Linked DNA regions of Mus musculus: region 2 is linked to region 1. The links are chromatin contacts, called in public HiChIP or PLAC-seq maps. All regions are on one chromosome and are shown on one strand. Each heading gives the region's core, a stretch centred on a gene start, on an enhancer-like site or on the middle of the called end of the contact. The rest is flanking DNA. Distances are from core to core; before and after follow the strand shown.

Region 1 (6,034 bases), core at 2,114-4,613:
ACTTTGATCACAAGCTCAGGATTCTTAACTCACCCATATATTGTAATTAGGATGATTTCAAGAGTAATAGCAGCTGTGGCCAGTATGGACCTGCTGCCCTCTTTTAAACAAGCTTTATTGGTTACCTTGTTAGAAGCAAAATTTAACCCCCCAAGATTGGAAAGAAAATCTCTGCAAAATTTGTTTGGTATCAAACAGGCTCCTGATGAACTTTTTCAGGACTTTGTGGATAGACTACTAAAAACAGATAGTAGAATTTTTGGAGATTCTCAAGCAGGGGTTCGTTTTGTTTCCTTTGTCTTATGAAAATGCTAATGCAGCTCACTGTGTCCATCAGGCCATGCAAAACAAAAGACAGTAGAATTGCTCCCCTGAAATCTGTCTTCGCTGCAGTCATTGGGGGTAGTCATTGGGCCAGACCTCAGGAAATCAGCTCAGATTTTAAAATATTTACATTTGAGTTAATACAAAGCTCAGAGCAGCTGATATTTCTTTTGTTTTGCAAACCCTGCCTAGAGAAGTTTTTGGGACCTCACCTCTCCTTGCCTCCAGGGTATTATTTTTAAGCCAAAACAACATTATTACAGATCTATCCAGGTGTTATTCAAAATATAGTTTGAACTTAAGATTTATGAAATGTCAATGAGGCTGGGGAACTTCTAAAAGCATTACGATCTGGGCTGCCTACTCCATATAGAATTATTATGGATTTGGAAGGTTTTTTTTTTTTTCCTTTGGCATCCTGATCATTGTAATGGGTTTGCTCCTAGTGCGCTTGTATTCATTGGAAAGTTTGGCCTCTAATAGCCTTACATTATGTAAGAAAAAAAAGAATTTTTTTGTCTCTGCTTTAATACAAGAAGCTAGGACTTTGAATCTGTCCGTGTATATTGTTTCTTATATGGAAAGTATTTTATTAGCTAATGCCTCTGAAGGGAAATTTACTACAAACCTCTGCTCTTACACAACAAGCTTTAAGATTTTGGGGAGTAGTTGTTGCAGAAAAGATTCAAAGGCAATATCTTTTCCAATATTTAGGACCTATATCCTAGAAAAATTGTGGTACAGAAAATTTAAGAAAGAAAAGATGATTTGTTTACTTCAAATTATTTTTTTAAAGCTTCCATAAGACCTCTCCTTAAGCTCACCACAGAAGAACTTAAGCCTTTGTTGTATGTTATCAAGGGAGATGCAAATTAACTGGCAAGAAACAAAATGCTTTGCAGAAAGTAGAGGAAGCCACTGTAATCAATTGTTATCAATTGTAATCAATGGTAATCAAATATTAGCTGTATATTCTAGTTTTTGTTATTCACGAGCCCACAGCAATTCTTTGGCAAAAGAGAGAATTAATGTGCAATCATCTTTCTTCATCTCCAAGTAGTTTTAACATCCTATTATGAAGCTATATGTATTATTAACACCTTAATAAAGAATTGTAAGATGAAATCATAAAGGTGTTTTAGAAAAAAAATGTCTTAAAAACCTGATAAGACGTCTATTTTTTTGTTTCAAACAGCAATTAAATTGGTTATTGCAGAATATCGATATGTGGCCTATTGCATAGCAAACATTTTAGGTAAAACTGATAATCGTTATCCAAAAGATTAAGTTGTTAAAATTTGCATGTATGCATGTTCTTGTACTTCCTGTAAATTTATGCACACATCCTATAAAGAATACATCTACTGTATTTATAAACAGCCTTTCTATGGGAGAGAAGTATATGTGATTGGATCATATGTTGATTCTTTTGAGATTTTTCCTGTTTCAGCACAGATAATTAAATTTCATGCTGTAGCCAGTGTTTTGAAATGTTGAAAAATCAAGCTTTAATTTGTATAATGATAGCTTATATCTATATATCTATAGATATATATAATATATCTATCAGGGCTTACAATTGCTTGAAAATATTCCTCTTTTAGATACTGCTAATTTTCAAATTTTGCAATTGTTTATGCATATGCAACTCAAGTTAAGAGAAAATACAGTTCCTTTAAAGGACTGTCTTTGGACATTTAAGAACTTGTTCTGAACTGCCTAGACAAGACCCCTTAAGGCAATGCCACCCCAGATTTGTATTCAAGGCAGGCTATAGGTCTTACATAAGAACAATTGGCCATATGATCTCATTCTTTACATCATCAAAATAGTAATGGCTTGAGATAATAGTTTGGTATTTTTAGAGAATGTGCATGTCAAATTGAAAAAACTTGTTCTCAATATCTTCAATTTCTGCCTGTTCAACATAATGGTGTTAATTCTGGAGAACTTATATTTAATCAGTTATTGCAAATGGATACTCATATTTCTGATTTTACAAAAATAAAATATGCACATGTGACTATTGATACCTTTTCAGAATTTCTAGTTGCAATTGCCTTAACAGGAAAAGCAACTAAAAATGTAATTAGTCATTGCTTACATTATTTTTTTATGCTTGATGTTCGAAAACAGATTAAAACAGATTATGTAACTGGCTATTACAGTCAAGCATTTGAGATATTTTGTGAACAATTTAGTGTTACCCATGTTACTGGGATTTTTTTATACTTCTCAAGGACAAGGTATTGTGGAACTTTGAAACAATATCTTCTTAAAAAACAAAAAAAGGGGAGAATTATCTCCCCGTGCACATTATTGAAATCATGCTTTTTATTTTTATAATTTTAAAATTTGGATGCCAAAGAACTCTTTGCTGAGTGTCTGTCTATAGCATCCTACCATTAGGCATACTCATGCCTAGGTGAGATGGATCCACTTATTGGCATATATCATGACCCTATTCAGATATTTATTATTGGGAAGAGGTCATGTTTGTGTTTCTTTCCACTGAATGCTGCAGGAGCTTGCTAACTGCCAAAGTGATTGGTGTGACATATTGACACAAAGGTGACCTGTAAGCTTGCTGAATGCCCTGACAATGGTGACAGGAAAGCTGTATTGGGTCTATGTTCTTGACCCACCTTTGCTTGCCTGTGAACCAGATTAGACAAGCTAAGCTGCCTTGCTTCAAGCTTTTATACCTTGTGGGACAGAGAACATAGAGACTGTGGAAACTGACTTAGAAAAAATAATGAAAAGGAGAGTTATAATGACTCTTCTCTTTCCTTTAATGTGACAGTTATTCTGACTCAATCATGGACTGGTCTAGAAATAAATCCAATATTGGAGATTCCAATTATGAAGATAACTAAAAATCTTTTTCAGCCAGCTTACCTGGCTCTTACCACTATTTCCTGAGAAGTAACAGTTTTTCTGAAGATTCTCAAAACCACCTCCCCCACACCAGGAGGCCAGACTTGGGCCTGATTGTTGCGAATTTGCAACTGAATTGAGTGCCTGGGACATCCCCACAGACAACCTTAATCCTGTTCCTTTTAACTTTTGACTTTGTATTTCAAGCAGGTCAGTTACATCCATACAGGCTTGCCTTCGGCAAAGCTTAGATATGGCAGTTATTCATTGCTATGAAGAAATGCATTGAATGGATATTGTAGCTTTGGTCTGAGTGAGGAAAAGGTGTGCTATGAGGACTGGTAGCCAAAGACGGGCCACTGATGATTCTATGACTCTTATCAACCTAAGACAGAGGTGTGTGCCAAAAGACCATGTTTCTTCATAATAAACACTAAAATGCCATGTTTGTGCAAATAAATACAAACAAGCTGCACCTGTTCTCAGGGACATGTCAGAAGGAGTACAGACATTCAGACCCCAGCCAGGCACGGCTGCCAGCCACTATAATTCCTGGGCAAGACCATGGAGCATAAGTAAACTTTATGCCCCAGTCCAGCTAATTTTTAATAAATAAAAAGGGAGGAACTGTGCCCTCCCCCCAAGTCTTGAACAGGCTGTCTTAGACCTTGTGTGCCAGAGTTGCTAACTCACCTAGGGTGGAGTCTTCCAACCTAGGTAAAGTCTTTTGTCTACCACATCTGCAGCTTCCTGCAAGAAGCTACCTGCTGAGCAGTGGAGCTTGTTTTCCTGACAGATCATGACAAATGACCATGAGATCCACGCATAGTAGGGGATGGGTTGTCCCCCTCTCTTTAAATATAAGACCCTAGAATTAAAGTTGAGCCTTGATCAGAGAACTATGTCTTGGCTCATTATTTCTTGGCTTTCCTATCCAATCCCAGCTTCCCTTTCAGGAACTCAGTAACCCATGGCCACTGGCAACTACTGAGCACACCTCCATGGTCTCTGCATCAGTTCCTGCTTACTGACCTGCTTGAGTTCCAGTCCTGACTTCCTTTGGTGATGGACAGCAGTGTGGAAGTATAAGCTGAATAAACCCTTTCCTCCCCAACTTGCCTCTTGGTCATGATGTTTTTGCAGGAATAGAAACCCCGACTAAGACAAATATAAAATATGTAAGTTAAAAGACTGATGAACTTCAAATGAATGGATCATTAGTCAAAGAAATAAAAAAAAATTCTATGAAAATTCTATAAACATGTGTTCTTCTCTTTTTAAATCTCTACTTAAAATAAAAGACTTTTCTGTTGCTGTTAGAGGAGAAAAGATAGGCGTGTCAGCTCCATCCTAATTAGCAGTGCATTTCTTATATAAGATATGACAAAACACTTCTGGACCAAACTAAGTATTCAACATTAAATCTGCAAAATAAGGCATTTTCCGTATCTCAAATGATATATAACACTGGAATTTCTGAGCAAATTCATATTGCTTGTATCTCTTCCTATTCTATTTTTTTTTCTGTGAGAATGAAAGACCCACAACGTGAGGACTCCCCCACGTTCTGACTCGGGAGAGGTGACACCCCAAATCACTCACAAGAAACGGTCTTGTTGCAAACTGCAAGAGGACTTTTAAAATACCAAAAATACCAGTTACGAGTCACAAGGAAGTGCAAAGTCACAAGAGTCACAAGGAATAACTGGTATCTATAACTGACAAATTTTGTTCTAACATCAGTCCAAGTCCACAGTCAGAGACAAGGGGTTGACACTTTCTGTCCCATAACAAAAAACAAAAAACAAAACAAACAAACAAAAAAAAACCAGAAACAAAACAAAGACACAAGACACTAGTACGTCTAAACACACATGTCTGTGTCTGGACTTATCAAGCTAGCCAAACGAGACCTCCGAGGGGGTGAGGTTCTATGTCCACCCACTTCCTGATGGGGGTCGGATTCCACATCCACCTCCCTTCACCCATGGAACCCAGGGTTGTAGCCTGCGGGCCTTAGGACGGCTCTCTCCCGAAGCCACTAGGTTCTTACAGTCTACAGTGGCAGCTGCCAGAAAACTAAAACCAAACACAAACTCAGTGGCACCACACTTAGACAACAGACAACACTCAAGACTCACAAACGTACCTCCAAGGGGTCTTTGAGGTTCCTGGGTGTCACGCAGATCTCAGTGGGACCTCCAAATGAAAGAACCTAGTGGGGAAACCCCCACTCTTATTCCGAGTCGGTGTGCACCCAAAGAATCATGAGAGACTGTCTTAATGCAAATACATGAGGTAATTTAATGATGGAGCTCCAGGCCAAAACATATCTCACACAGGAGACAGTGGTTGTCGGCCATGTGGCTCGAAAGCTAGGGGTTTTTATAGAAAAGGGTCTGGGGCTGGGGGAGGAATTGGCGAGGTTTCACATGATTGGTTCATTTAAACATCAGTAGATTGTACGTGCAGATCAAAGTAACAGCAGAGCATCTGGTTAACATTTAACCCATGTCAGAAGGGTGGGAGATAGGGAGGCGCCGGGCTAGTCGGGACATGTCATTCTCTTTATCTTTATGGCCAAGCAGTCTCAGGAATGTCTTAATGACGGGACTGCCTGGGCATGTCCTGGCCTGCTCCACAATGTTCTCAGCCCCAGGCTTCTATGCTCACAAACAACTCTTTGGACTAATTGACATGAGTTACATGAATCACAGGTCTTAAATTTTATTTTCTTTCAAGAATAAGTGTTTATCTTCAAGTAACAAGTCACTTCAGAATGTTGAGTAGCCTGCTTTAGCAACAAGACTATGATGTGAGAGACAAGACATAA
Region 2 (6,091 bases), core at 3,299-5,798, 620 kb after region 1:
GGTCATTAATTTGGAGGTTCTGGCATTGGCAGAGAGATTAGCATTCACAGAACAGTACATTTTAGTGTGAAGTTCTACTGTGCATGACATAACTTGAAAAGACCAGTAACTAAAAATCTTCCATCTACTGAGCATCATCCTAACCACTTGAATGGGCTGCAGTAGATGTGCATTATCAGGTAGTAAATGTGTTAAGAAGACTACAAACAAACAAACATACATACATACATACATACATACATACACACATATACATGCATACACACACACACAAATGGAGGCAGAACGAGTAAGAAAGAGCATCAGGTATAGCAGTGGGGCACACTTATATAAATGAAGCCTTAATGGGAGGAAGGAAAGAACATTCTCATATCCTTGCCAAATCACCCTCTCAATTTCCTAAGACTCTTCCATATGTGTTTTGTCCTTTGCCCATAGTTGTTGTTTAAACGTCCATATTGGAGCTGAGCTCCCAGCTTGGGAGCCCCTTTAGGCATAGGACACACATTGAAGAGTCTCACACTGTGATAACCAGGCCACTTGTAAGAATCCCTGAAGCACAGCTTTCATGCTGCCACATGCAGCTTCTGTGTACTAAAAGGTGCTGCTAGGGGTGGGTCTCCTGACTTTCAAAGTTAGCTGGATGAGCCCCAGTATTTTTTGACTCCACACATCAGTTTATTTTTGAAAGCTCTGTGGGTACCAACAGAGAGTGGCCACTCTTTTACATGGCCCTGAAGCATCCCCAGTCATTTAAGACACCTGGAAGAGAGACATGAAATGACTTTGAATGTAGGACAGGTGTTTCAATAGAATAAAAGTAGTCTTGTAGAAAAAAAAAAGTTGGTTAAAGATAGAATGTTTGGAAACCACTGACTTAAAAGCCACATTGAGGGAGCAATCACTTTTCTGAAGACAGGAGCGGTAAACGCACTTTAAGGCATTCATATATATATGAATATCTCCACCCCTGAGTGTGTGAAGAAGTGCAATCTGGCCTTTTATTTGCTTTACCTAAATAAACTGTTTTGAGTATTCTTTTTTTTTTTTAAAGATTTATTTATTGATTATATGTAAGTACACTGTAGCTGTCTTCAGACACTCCAGAAGAGGGCATCAGATTTCATTAGGGATGGTTGTGAGCCACCATGTGGTTGCTGGGATTTGAACTCTGGACCTTCGGAAGAGCAGTCGGGTGCTCTTACCCACTGAGCCATCTCACCAGCCCTGTTTTGAGTATTCTTGATGAATAATGAGTAGAAGTAGAATATTTCTTCTCAATATATCTTATGTTCTCCCTAAAATCAGTATTTACTTTTAATCATTTCCAAAAAAACTATATCCATGTGTACCATACTGTATAAAATTAACAGCAATGAAGTTGGAGATAGCAAGCATCCCACATGACTCTCGGTAGCACTGCCTTCTGTTGTTTTTGTCTTTTATCACCGTTGTCCATGTTCAATTCAATTGAGTTTGTGTGCATAGCAGAATTATGCAGGGAGGAAGTTTGTGGGTTGGGAAAACAGAAAGAAAATCAGAATTCTAGGGACACACAGGCAGGGCTGTGAGCCCAATTTGAAGGTCAGCTTCCAGTCGAGCCTCTGGATCTGCCAGCTTAGCTCTCAGGCATGGAGGAGTTGAGATGACTATCTCTGATGCCCCTTGTCGTGGGTTCCCATGCAAAGACACCATGAGGTAATAACTATAGTGATTGCAGGTTTCTGTCATAGGGTGAGCTGTCAGACTGAACTGAGTCACTTCTCTGCCAACCATCAACCTTTGATTTCAGTGTCTCTCCTTTATTTTCTGCTATTGAAAAGGGGAATAGTAAAGAAGCTGACACAACCTGTATGTTCACCAAAACACAAATGGACCAACCAAATACAGAAAGAATATGCACACAGTGTTCAATATTGATATGGATTGGAGAAGTATAGATACATTATAATATCGATGAAGCTCAGGACATTATTAGTGAAATAAGCCCAGTGTAAGATGGCAGATTGTTCAGTAGGTACACTCCATAAGGCAGTACCAAATTCACAGAGCCATAAGCTAGAATGCTGGTGATTAGGGGGTGTGTCATAATGATAGTTAATATGTAATGACCAGAACCTCTATGTTTGGAATGAGGATATACTAAAATTGTGTTATGAAAGGTTTGCACAGAACTTGTGAATGTGCTTCATAACACTAGCTGTGAAATAACTAGAATGGTAAAATCTCGGTATATTTTATAATGACAGAAAGGTAATCAAAGGGGCTGGTAGGATACAGCTCAGCCAGGAAAGCGCTAGATGTACAACCATGAGGTCCTGAGCTCTTATGCACAAAACCTCTCTGTAAAGCTGGATGTGGTGGGATGTCCAGCACTGGGAAGGCATGCAGGAGGATACTTGGGACTTGCTGACAAACCAGCTTAGCCAAATTGGTGAGTACTAGATTCGGTGAAAGACTTTATCTTATTATTAAAAAAAAAAAAAAAGGCACACAACAAGAGATGGCTCAGTGGTTAAGAATGCTAACTGGCTTTCTAGATGACTCACGCTCCATTTCTGACACCCAGATCATGCAGTTGACAGTCGTCATTAATTCCACTTCTAGGGGATCCAATATCCATAGGTGTGCACGAGCATTTGTATTCACAAGCTGCACAAAAAGTTATACAAGCACCAAGTACACACACACAAATGAATGAATGAATGAAGAATGAATGAATGAATGAATGACTAAAACGTCGAGGAGTACAGCAATTGAGACAGACACCTAATGTCTTGCCTCCACATGTACCCACATACCTGTACACATATGTGCACACACATGTATATACACAGGGTCTGACATGTACCCACATACCTGTACATATATGTGCACACACATGCATACACACAGATCCTGATGTGTATGCATAAATGCACACTCACAGGGTAACGGGCAACAAAATGCTGGCCAGGCACTGCTTCTTTTAAATAGAAGCCTACCTAGGGGCAGAACAAGGAAGCCAGAGAGAGAATGGGTCATGAGGTGGATCCTGACTGTAACAGTTTCCAAGCTGTGCCTCCCGCCACCTCATAGAAAATTGTAGAAGCCACTTCTCTGTAGGTTACCACAGCATTGCTGCTTTGCACTGCTCCTCAAATGGGCCACTAAGTTCTATAAACATACTGTAATAACATATTTCCTAATTATAATAACCACAATACCATGTTAAAGAATGAGCGTAAAGTAGCTTTTTAAAATTAGATGCCATATTATTCTAGAGAACAAAAACACTTATTCACACCACTTGAGAGTTGTTCATACCACTTAAGCATCTTTATCAGAGTCAGTTTTGGGCATTTTGTGATTTTACTCAGCAAAGACTTACTGAGCGAACGGTCAGGCGCTGTTTTGGATACCGAAAGACATGTGCATCAAGTAAATGATGTGGCGAAAGAGTGACTAGGAAGTACACAGGAAACAGTCATGCTTAAACTCCTATCAACTTTGAGTAGAAATGTAATTGAAGACTTAGCTCTTACATTTTTATTTAAAATCACCCTTAGTCACTGCTTATGCTATGCAGCATATAATTCTGTTTAATAACGTCAGTCCTCCTCGTGCTGCCTGCTGGCTTCAGAGCCCCAGCCCCTGACTCAGTTTGTTTGCAGTCATACCGAGGATGAGGCACCAGGTCACCATGAAAGCCCCCAACCCTGAAGCTTGCAACCAACATCAAGGAATCCAATAGGAAGGCATCCTGTTCTCCCAAGAGCCATTAGGACTCTTCTCCTGTCTCTTCACAAAGATGTTGCCGTGGCTCAAGCCAGGCCTGGTGTTGCTAGAAAACAGCTCACTCAGGTAGATGAAGTTGGTCGCAGTGGAGCACTTCTGCCATTGAAGGGCTCTGCATTGTTGTAATGCCTGGGCATCTTTAGGTGAGTTGTTGTGTTTCCATCAGCGCCTCATAATGTGCTCATTGTCCTCTGTCCTGAGAACGACTGAAAGGTTGACACATTTAAATTTGTCATGAATCAGATGGAAAGTATCAGGAAAATGACGGTGTCAGTGTTGCAAATGGAGCTTTAGCAGGACAAATACTGTGTGTCCCTGAGTAATGTGTAAAATACCGTGGTGGGCATATTTACACAAATATCCACAGTGTCTCAAAACATGTTCAGATACATATACACAAACATAACACATATATACACACACTCTCACACACACACAGAGACACTTAAAACACATTCAGATATATATACACAAACATCACACACATACACACACACACACACACAAATCAGACCTATGTCTGTCTGGATGCTTTTAAACAGAACTCTAACCCCAAGGGCAAGGCACCAAATCCTCAGAAAGAATACATTTGCATTCTTCAAAATTGCAATGCAGTTCCAGCTTTATTACTGACATCATTGGTTACTGAGAAGGGAGGCAAACTGGGCAGTGCAGAAGAAGTCCTTCAGCCCCTGGGCCAGGCCTGTGCACTTGCCATTCCGGCCCATGCTCCAGGATGAAGCGCCTGTGTGTAATGTGCTGCATTCGCTCATTCTGCACAGCGAACACTTACAAGTGGCAGGGAATGAGAATGCACTGTGGCAAGCTCGCTCAATAGGAGCTTGTTGTTAAGTTTCCAGAGAGGTATGAAAGAGACAGGAAATGGGCCCAGCAGCCTCAGCCAGGAGGGCCTCATTGAAAACCAGTTCACAGGCTCAGATACAATAGAAGCTTTTGGAAACCGGGCAGGATCTCTGAGAATGGCACTGTGGATGGAATCAGCCTGCCCTGGGCCTCACTGCCTGTGGTGAGAGGTCTAGGCCCCCCTGCCCTGCTCTGCCACCTTGCCCCTCACCCTTACCTCCCTCCCATTCCTCTCTTTGGCTCTACTTGCTGGGGCCATTAGGCTAAAGATTGGGCTCTGCCTTAGGCCTCTAGTCTGTCTTCTATGTGCAGAACTCTCCAGCACCCGGGGTTCAATCTTGCTCAAGAGATATGTCATGGGTGCAATACCATCCTCTAAATTCCTATGATGAAGTCTTAACTGCTAGACTCACAATGTGTAGAAACAGTTTCCAAGCAGGTGATTAAAGATAAACTGACACCCCTGGGTTGAGGCCCTCACCCCACAGGACGGACTTGCAAGACTGTATGCAGACACTGGGAATCCAGTCACTTGCAAATTGAGGAAAGAGGCCTCTGAAGGAGGAAAACCTCCCAGCACTTTGACCTTGGGCCCCAGTTTCCAGACCAGTGGGAAAATTTGTGTTAGGTTGTGAATGGCATTCAGGAGCTAGCATTTTATCACCACAGCCTAAGCTGGGATAGGATCTTCAGTGAGCAGCCATGATGGTGATGGTATGGTGTGTAGCTGGAGAGAGGTTTTTCAGAGCTTGCATTATCTGCCTGATGCTTTGCAGAGGTCTCTTTGGGCAGTGTGAGGATGAAAGTCTTCAGCTGTGGTGGAACTCTGTAGGAAGCTACAGAGCTGTGCTCTGAAGGATCAAGGTAGAGTGAACTGTGGTTGTGATATCTTTTCTAGGAAGGCCAAAGAGGGGCCGGTCTAGCAGGCCCAACACTTTTCCACATAGATGTGGTTTCCTGAAGATTCATGAAGTATAAAATTAAAATGCAATATGCAGGTCAATATAGATCTATTTATCAACTTTATAAAATTTGAAAATGAATATAAAGGTTCTATAAAATGAGATTTGAAAATGGGCAGTTTTATAGTTTTCCATGTATATACATATATATTTGTGTGTCTTTGTGCATGTATGTAAATGATCCTGATACATGGGCATGCCCAGCAATAGAAGTAAACTGATTTCTAGAAACTAATGGTCATTTCATCACTTAAAATCACTTAAAATTTAAAATTTTGAATTTTGCATTAAAACATATTATTTTACTCAAACAAGTTCTAGAGTGGGCAAAACTTACTAGCACCTAGAGGCTTGCGTTCTAGTGTGTGGATCAGAGCATAGGTGCTGGTGGGAAATTTAGAATCCCAGGCCCTTACTCCATGCCTCAGACACCATGGTCTGCATTCTAACCAGACCCCAAAATGAGAGCTGTGCATGTGATTGCCATC

What was found. HiChIP or PLAC-seq counts read pairs in DNA pulled down with a chosen protein or histone mark.
Region 2: a contact with region 1 is called in an H3K27ac HiChIP or PLAC-seq map of embryonic stem cells, with 4 times the contacts expected there. The contact joins two enhancer-like sites. A contact is called at or near these places in 1 of 115 datasets of contacts at active chromatin or transcription factors (embryonic stem cells) and 1 of 9 other capture datasets (embryonic stem cells).

What each region holds. Positions count from the first base shown.
Region 1 is chr15:30,068,553-30,074,586 of GRCm38.p6, forward strand. No RefSeq gene overlaps it. Among named protein-coding and RNA genes, the nearest start is that of Ctnnd2, 100 kb to the right of the region's middle. Within about 2 kb of position 3,364, at least 7 of the 459 cell types and tissues checked have an H3K27ac peak or open chromatin away from gene starts, as enhancers often do. A contact at or near this core is called in embryonic stem cells, where this site is marked.
Region 2 is chr15:30,689,308-30,695,398 of GRCm38.p6, forward strand. All of the region lies in intron 9 of Ctnnd2 (catenin (cadherin associated protein), delta 2), which reads left to right. It overlaps Gm41283 (a long non-coding RNA gene), which reads left to right. Exons shown (of 2, transcript XR_875095.2): 1 at 1-6,091. Among named protein-coding and RNA genes, the nearest start is that of Gm41283, 8.9 kb to the left of the region's middle. Within about 2 kb of position 4,549, at least 58 of the 459 cell types and tissues checked have an H3K27ac peak or open chromatin away from gene starts, as enhancers often do. A contact at or near this core is called in embryonic stem cells, where this site is marked.